2 separate regions of the Sminthopsis crassicaudata genome follow, and region 2 is linked to region 1. A link is a contact called in public Hi-C data. All regions are on one chromosome and are shown on one strand. The core of a region is the stretch at or near the end of the contact, and the rest is flanking DNA. Distances in the headings are between cores, read along the strand shown.

Region 1 (3,522 bases), core at 429-2,928:
CAGATCCCTCTCCCCTAACATCCCACTTTGACTTCCAGTCTCTAGTCAAAGAAGCTCTCTTCCATTTCACCCCTTCCTAAAGCAGTTACTGACTTCCTCCTTTCTCCTTCGTGAACATATCAGTTTATGGATACTTTTGTAAACAGAACTCAGTCTAGGACTAAACATATAAAAATCACTTGAGTTACATTTTATGAAAACCTAACTTAATGGGTAAGTATATGGATCAAGCTTTGCTCTAGAGAAAAGAAAAGAGTCTCCCACATTTGGGGAAGGAGTATAAAGGTAATTTAAGGGCTGTGGATGTGGAATATTCAATATGTTGGTTAACTTTGCTGATCTGTCTTTTTCTTCTTTTTAATTATTTGTTACATGGGACAGCTGGTTGGGCAGTAAGAGATGATGATGATAATGATAATGATAAGGATGATGATGATGTTAATAATGATAATAATTATGATGATGATAGCACCCACTATCCAAGGAATGCCTTGTAACAAAGCCAATAATAACAGTTAGCACTTAAGGTTTACAGTTTGTAAAGTGCTATACAAATATTTCATTTAATCTTCACAATATCTCTGGGAGGTAAATGCTATTATAAATCTCCATTTTACAGATTAGGAAATTGAGGCAAACAGGGTTAAGTGACTTGCCCCAATTCGTATAGGTGGTAAATGTCTAAGGCTGGATTTGAATTCAGGTTCAGTCATGCCCAAATAAAAGTCCAAAGTTCTTGCCATTGTGATACCTAATAGCCTCTCATATTCAAAAAGGAGGGTTTTGTTTTTTTTTTTTTCCTTGCTGAGACAATTGGGGTTAAGTGACTTGCCCAGGATCACACAGCTAGGAAGTGTTAAGTGTCTAAGATCACATTTGAACTCAGGTCCTCCTGACTTCAGGGCTGTTGCTCTATCCACTGTGCTACCTAGCTGCCCCCATGAAGGGTAATAAAAACAAAAAGCCAAAACAGAAAGAAATATTTGATGAATTGGAAGGAAATAAACAGGTCAGTGCTCACCTAACCCTTCCTGGAGAACTGAAAGTTCAGAACATCATAGTAAGCAGAAATAAAAACAAGAAAATGTGATCTAGGAAAGGGGTGAGATAGTCTGGGAGGGCTAATTGCTAGATTCTTTCTAGTTCTAGCAGTCTGAGAGTCTAGAATGACCAAGTCTTGGGGGATGGCCACTTGTCCTGTGCCAGGTAGGATGAAGACAGAAAACGATTTAAATTGCAACTGCCAGGAGTTATTTGATACCGAGCAGCACACTTCCTGGAGTGGGTTCAGGAATAGCCAGTAGACATTTTAAGAAGTCTGCCTGGGGAAAAGAAGAACGAGATAAACTGAATGATTTCTTTAACGTCATTTACATTTTTCTGGGTGTAAGGTATAAGGCGCAGAGTGAGGAGGAGGCGCATCTGGGGCAGGTCGGGTCCGACCCGTACCCTCTCCCCTTCCCCCCTCCCCCTTCTAACTCCTCCAGACTAACCAAGCATTTAGCTAGGAGGGAGTGCCCCCGGTTCCCAGCCTTTACCTCCAACTACCTCCAGCTTCCAGGACAGCAGCAGCAGGACGAAGAGAGGAGACGGGCCCGTCATGGCTAGGAGAAGAGTTCAGCTAGGGGCCCACCTGGGGAAGAACTCGGGGCTGCCAGTTTCGGGCCAGCTGTCCGCCCGTCCGCGACAAGTTCCACTAAGGTGAGTCACTTAGCTCGGGGCTCCAGCACACAGGCAGCTATACAGTCTCAGCCTTCCCCTGGCTTCCCCCGCCCTTGCACACCTGGGGACAGGTGCTGCCCTCCGGTCCTGGGACACTTCGGGATGGGAGTGGGCTATGGACTGAGAGAAGTGGTGGTGGTGGTGGAGTTGGTGCTGGTGTTGTATAGGGGGAAGGGAAGTAGGGAAATGGGGAACCGTCCACCTGGGGAAAGGGTGGAGCCAGAATTTCATACCTACCCAACCTTTCCTAGCTTGGGAGCTCAGCCTGGCCCTCTCAGAAGGAAGGGTGGGACCAATAGCCTTAAAAATTATAGCAACTCCCTAAGGATAACAAAAGGGCTTTCAACACAAGGGCCCTCACCTCCTACAAAGGAGGTGTGGGTCCCTCAGTCACCCACTAAGGGGGTTTTTTAATTTTAAATTTCACAGTCTTTCAGGGAACAGTAACTTTGAATTGAAAGGGACCTTAGAGTTCATCTACTAAGACTCAAGTCATTTTGTTGTTCTGAAGTGACCCCATTTGGAGGGGTGCCTTTTCCTTCTCCTCATTTTAAGGTGAAATAACTGAGGCAATCAGGGTGAAGTGGGTCACACAGTTAGTAAGTGTCTGAGACCAGATTTGAAGTCAGGAAGATTCCAGGCAAGGCACACTATCTACTTCACTCCCCAGCTGCCTTACGCATTTTACCCCGGGGGGAAATAATTGCTCCGTCATACAGGAAGTTAATAGCAGAGTCTGAATATGAACCCAGAGCTTCTAGGTTCCAATGCCAGTAATTTTTTCTGCCACATCACATTGAATCTCTTAGTTTCAGCCACAGTTTGTCTCCTCTTCCTGCCTCAGTTTGAACTCAGCTCCTTCTGATTCTAGGGCTGATACTCCTTGTACTGCACCATTTGGCTGTCTCACAAGCCTCTAATTTTAGTCAAGGCCCTTCACAATTCCTGCGTATGGCTTAGACCTCTCATACTCTTGAGGGTTGCTCTGGGCCCCTCAAACTCCTTAGGCACACCCAAGGTTTTCAAACATCTTGGACCCCTTATTCTCTCTAGGAATCTTTCCTAGTCCCTAAGGATAATATTGTCCCTTATGTTCCTTAAGAATACATTAGGACCCTCACACAACTAAGATCAGCTCTGTTTTTTCCCTTTCTCATTGGAATGGCTCAGGTTGCCCATATCCTCCAGGCACAGCTGTGGTTCCTTACATCCAGAAGAATAGCCCACCCTCTCACCCTCACTAAAGACAATCTTGGTGTCTTTCCACATATAACTACTTCAGACCATTTCACTTCCCACGGATACTCTAAATCCCCTGAGAATGCTCTGGGACCCTTGGGTATCCAAAGCACCATTCTATCCCCAGAAATAGCCCAGGCCCTTCATCTCCATAGAGTTGTCCATGGAAGGAGTAGCCACATATAGGGGATGCTGGTAAATATGGGAGTTGTTTCTCTGCTACTCACTTTACCTATCATTAACAGTGATTTATTTGTCAGTAACAGAAGGAATTTTAGAGCACCAAAGCTCAAAACTGGACAATCCCCTCATATAAAATGTGGATTGTCAGAGCTAGGGGTGGTCTTAGAACATGGAACAACAAGTTTAGATGGAAAATGCTATCTAAATAAAGTCAGGAATGACCCGAGTTGGAATAGAAGATTTACTTGTTGACAGCTCTAAGTACACAATCAAGCCATGTGATTTTATTCTCTCAGCCTCTATTTTCCTATGTGTACAATGGGAAAAGAAAACTTGGTAACTTTCCAGGTTCCAGGGCAGCTGTTGTTTTGCACTGGT
Region 2 (3,465 bases), core at 848-3,347, 140 kb after region 1:
CCTGGGCCAGTCAGTTCTACACACACTTCTTATTCTTCTATGTATGGGCTAGGAGAAGGAAAAGGATAGAACTGGATACGAAGGTGATATCAAAACAAGATCTCAAGATAAACATTTTTAGAAAAGAAAACATGGATATTTTCCTAGCCAACAATGCCAGAAAGACTTCCCCCACGTAGGGTTTAAGATCCCTCTTACTCTTCATGTCCTCCTCGTGGTGTCTGAGATTCAAGGTTATCAAGTGGCCGCCACATTGCCTACTCACCATGGGGTGATTCTGGGCTGTCTTCAGTAAGGATAAGGGCAGCTAAGAAAGCAAACAAAAGACAGTTGAGAATTCCATCAGCTACAGCATAAGTCCGTCTTTCTTCCTATATGTCAGTTTCTTCAAGGTTAGAAGCTTGGACCAAGTCCCTCCCCCTTATTTTCCAGGTGACACAAGGTTTTTAAGTTAAATAATGGCCATATGGTGACAATTCTTGATTAAACAATGAGGTTTATCTGGACACTAATTTGCTCGCTTTCCGATGCTACATTTGCACTTGACACAGAATATTAATCATCCCCTCTTATTGCCTCTTCCTTAGTTCAGGAGATTGAGTTTAAATGCATTTTCTTTTCCTCAGACACCACAAAACTTAGAACTTTCTCAAAGTCCCGGGAGGCTCGCCCAAAGGGGCCAGTCCCACCACGGACTTCCCCATCAAGGGAATGCCACTTCTTCCTCCACTGGAGATTTCATACTTTGGACTATGGCTTTTATTTTTCACAGATGCTGCGACTCGTGTCAAGAGCCCTGGAAGGGAAGCCGTCAGTCTTGGCCTTGAGGCTTGTGCCGCTCCAGGCCCAGTTTGAGTTTCTTCCTCTGGTAAGACTATAATAAAGCTAGAGAAGATGAACTCAAAGGGCCTTTTCAGCTCCCGGGTCCAAGGCCACGGTTGGGGATGTCTGGTAGGAAGCTACGGCCTTTCTAATTTTAGTTTGTTACAAGAACCAGCAGCTGATGGTTTTCTAAAGAAAAGGAAGAAGCTCGGGGGAAGCCCCTATAACCGATCACCCGTGGTGGCTCAGCAGGAAAATGGGCCAGAGGCCACTTCCCAGAGATGACCGCGTGCGTGCTTACTACTGTGCAGCCCAAGGGAAGTGCAGCACAGGAAGGACGAGAAAAGAAGGGAACGAAGAGACGGGACTCGCTGCCATTTTATTTTTTAAATTGAAGAACAGCTTTATTATGCAAGTTCCTGGACCCATCTTCTCCCCCCAATCCGAACTAACGGAGGCTGGTGTGAGACGAAAGCAAAACTGCTGGGGAAGAGAGTGATCAAAGGGGGGTAATTAAGAACGATGTGACGCGCTAGAGAGAAGAGAGAGGAAGGAAGGAAGGAGACGGGATGGGGTGTGGAGAAAAGAAAACGAAGGGATGAAAGGGAGGAATAAGAGGACGAGGGAAAAAGGAGGAACAGAAACACTAAGGAAGAAAAAGGGAGATTTCAGGAGCTAAGGGATGTCAGGCAAGTTACCCTCACCCATCATTTCACGTACTGTTAGCTAAGTCGCTCGTGAGGTAAGGCGAAGGAAAAGGGGCAGGATGTGAGCAGGAGAAAGACTTAGAAAAGGGAAGAAGTAAAGGGGGAGGAGATGAGGAGAGGGGAGAGAATGATGAAGAGAATAGGGGCGGAGGAGAGGGGGATGAGGAGAATGAGAAAATGAGGAAAAGGATGAAGAAAAAAAGATGGAGAAGATGGAAGGGGGAGAGAGAAAAGTAACGAAGGGATCAGGAGCTGGAAAGAGGAGAGATAAGGCTGGGGAGTCCCGCACTCCCACGTGAGAGCTCTGCACCCACCCCCACTCCTCGTCCCGAGGTTCACAGAGGACCAGCCCCTCCCAGCGCCAGCGCCGGGAACGGAGTCTCAGAGTGGACCCTACCACCCCCGCGCCGCCTCCCTCAGTATCCCCTCACCATGGTGCCGGCCGCGCCGGGGCGGGGACAGAACCGGGACTGCTCCGGTCACTTCCGCCGCCGCTGCCGTAGCTCCAGGGACTCAGAATTCCCTCCAGGCCGCGCCGCACGGAACAAGGCGGGCTGATGTCTACGGCGACCAATTACCACCCGACTCCGCGACATCTTGACCAATCGCGGGAGGAAAAGGGGGCGGGAGAAAAGGCCGAGGGCGCTGAGAGGTGGAGAGTGACCTCGCGCTCCGAGCGCGCAGCTGCCGTAAAGCAGGTCTCTGTCGGGTGCGCGCGGCTCGCGGCATTGTGGGTAACGGGCTGTGGCGATGCACACTGCAGTATCCCTTCAGGAAGCGAGGAGGCATGGCTGGTCTATCCGGTGCTCTCCATTTATCGGCTTTGAGAAATGGGCTGAGTAATATTAGTGTGCTTGGCCGCACTGAGGGTTTAAGACGGCCTTAAAGCAGTTGGAGCTGGGAAAGAAAACTGACGCTGCACGTTTTCTAAGGGGGCTTCTCTGTCTGCCCTTTGACCTGAACACATCCCCTTCACAGAAACGCCTGGAAGAAGTCAGAGGTCTGACTGCACGCCCAAGTCACTTACCTTCTCTGGACCTCAGTTTCCCCATCTGTAGAATGGAATGCATAAGACTCTTCCCCCTACCCCTAGAGTTTTTGTGAAGGAAGTGCTTGAGAAGAGCCTCAGAGGCAGCTTCCCAGGGCGCCCCAAACCCCGGGCTGAGCGCAGAGAAGTGGCGTGTGCGCCCAGCTGGGCCAGCGATGCCGCCCCCTAATGCCCCGGAGGACGGCTTAGTAGGGGGAAGGAGGGGAGAGAGAAAAGGGAGGGCGGCGTGTTCTAAGCGAGCCGGAGACTTTTAGGATGAGCTGGAAGAGGGCAGGGCCGAGGGGACACTTGTCTTCCAGCATCTCAGGGAATTAGGTTTGTTCCGCTTGACCCTTGGGGGCAGAACCAGAAGCAGCAGGGGGAAGATGGGGAGGATCTGATTGAAGATCCCTGTGATGAACAGCGCCCCTCATCTTGGAGGCTAGGGAGGGGCGTGTCACTGAAGTCGGTACCGAGAGGGCACTCCCGCAGCACGTAAACTTACGAGAGACGGGGGACAGAAAGAGACAGAGATTGAGTCAGAGATAGAAATTGAATCAGAGATAGAGGTTGGACTAGATAGACAAGTAGGTGGGCAGGTAGATGTTCTCTGAGCATTTTTCCCGACCTGAGAATCTAGCATTTCTAGTGTTATTTGAAAAACCTGTTTTTGAATGAGGTTCAAGCCAGAGTATTTGGGGAAGCGCTTTGCAAGCCTTAAAACACTAGTCATTATCAGTTGTTATTGAGCTGGTATCCCAGAGAAGAAGCCTTCATTCTAATTCTCTTTTTCTGCACAGAATACTGCACTGGGTCCTAGGGGAGAGGTTTATTTTTGAAGTTGGAAGGGAGCTTATGAGTCTCTTTTTAGAAGAGAAAATAGACGCAGAAAGGTTAAGGGACTTGCTG

Evidence for each region. A called contact is a pair of places that touch in the nucleus more often than the background predicts.
Region 2: a Hi-C map of fibroblasts shows a contact between it and region 1, with 6 times the contacts expected there. The contact joins the promoter of LSM4 here to the promoter of CIST1 in region 1. A contact is called at or near these places in 2 of 2 Hi-C or Micro-C datasets (fibroblasts and hippocampus).

What each region holds. Positions count from the first base shown.
Region 1 is chr1:51,010,576-51,014,097 of ASM4859323v1, forward strand. CIST1 (colon, intestine and stomach enriched 1) reads right to left here and starts at 1,679. Exons shown (of 4, transcript XM_074302567.1): 1 at 1,539-1,679. The coding sequence starts at 1,602.
Region 2 is chr1:51,148,528-51,151,992 of ASM4859323v1, forward strand. It overlaps LSM4 (LSM4 homolog, U6 small nuclear RNA and mRNA degradation associated), which reads right to left and starts at 2,098. Exons shown (of 5, transcript XM_074302606.1): 1 at 1,961-2,098; 2 at 266-307. The coding sequence starts at 1,963.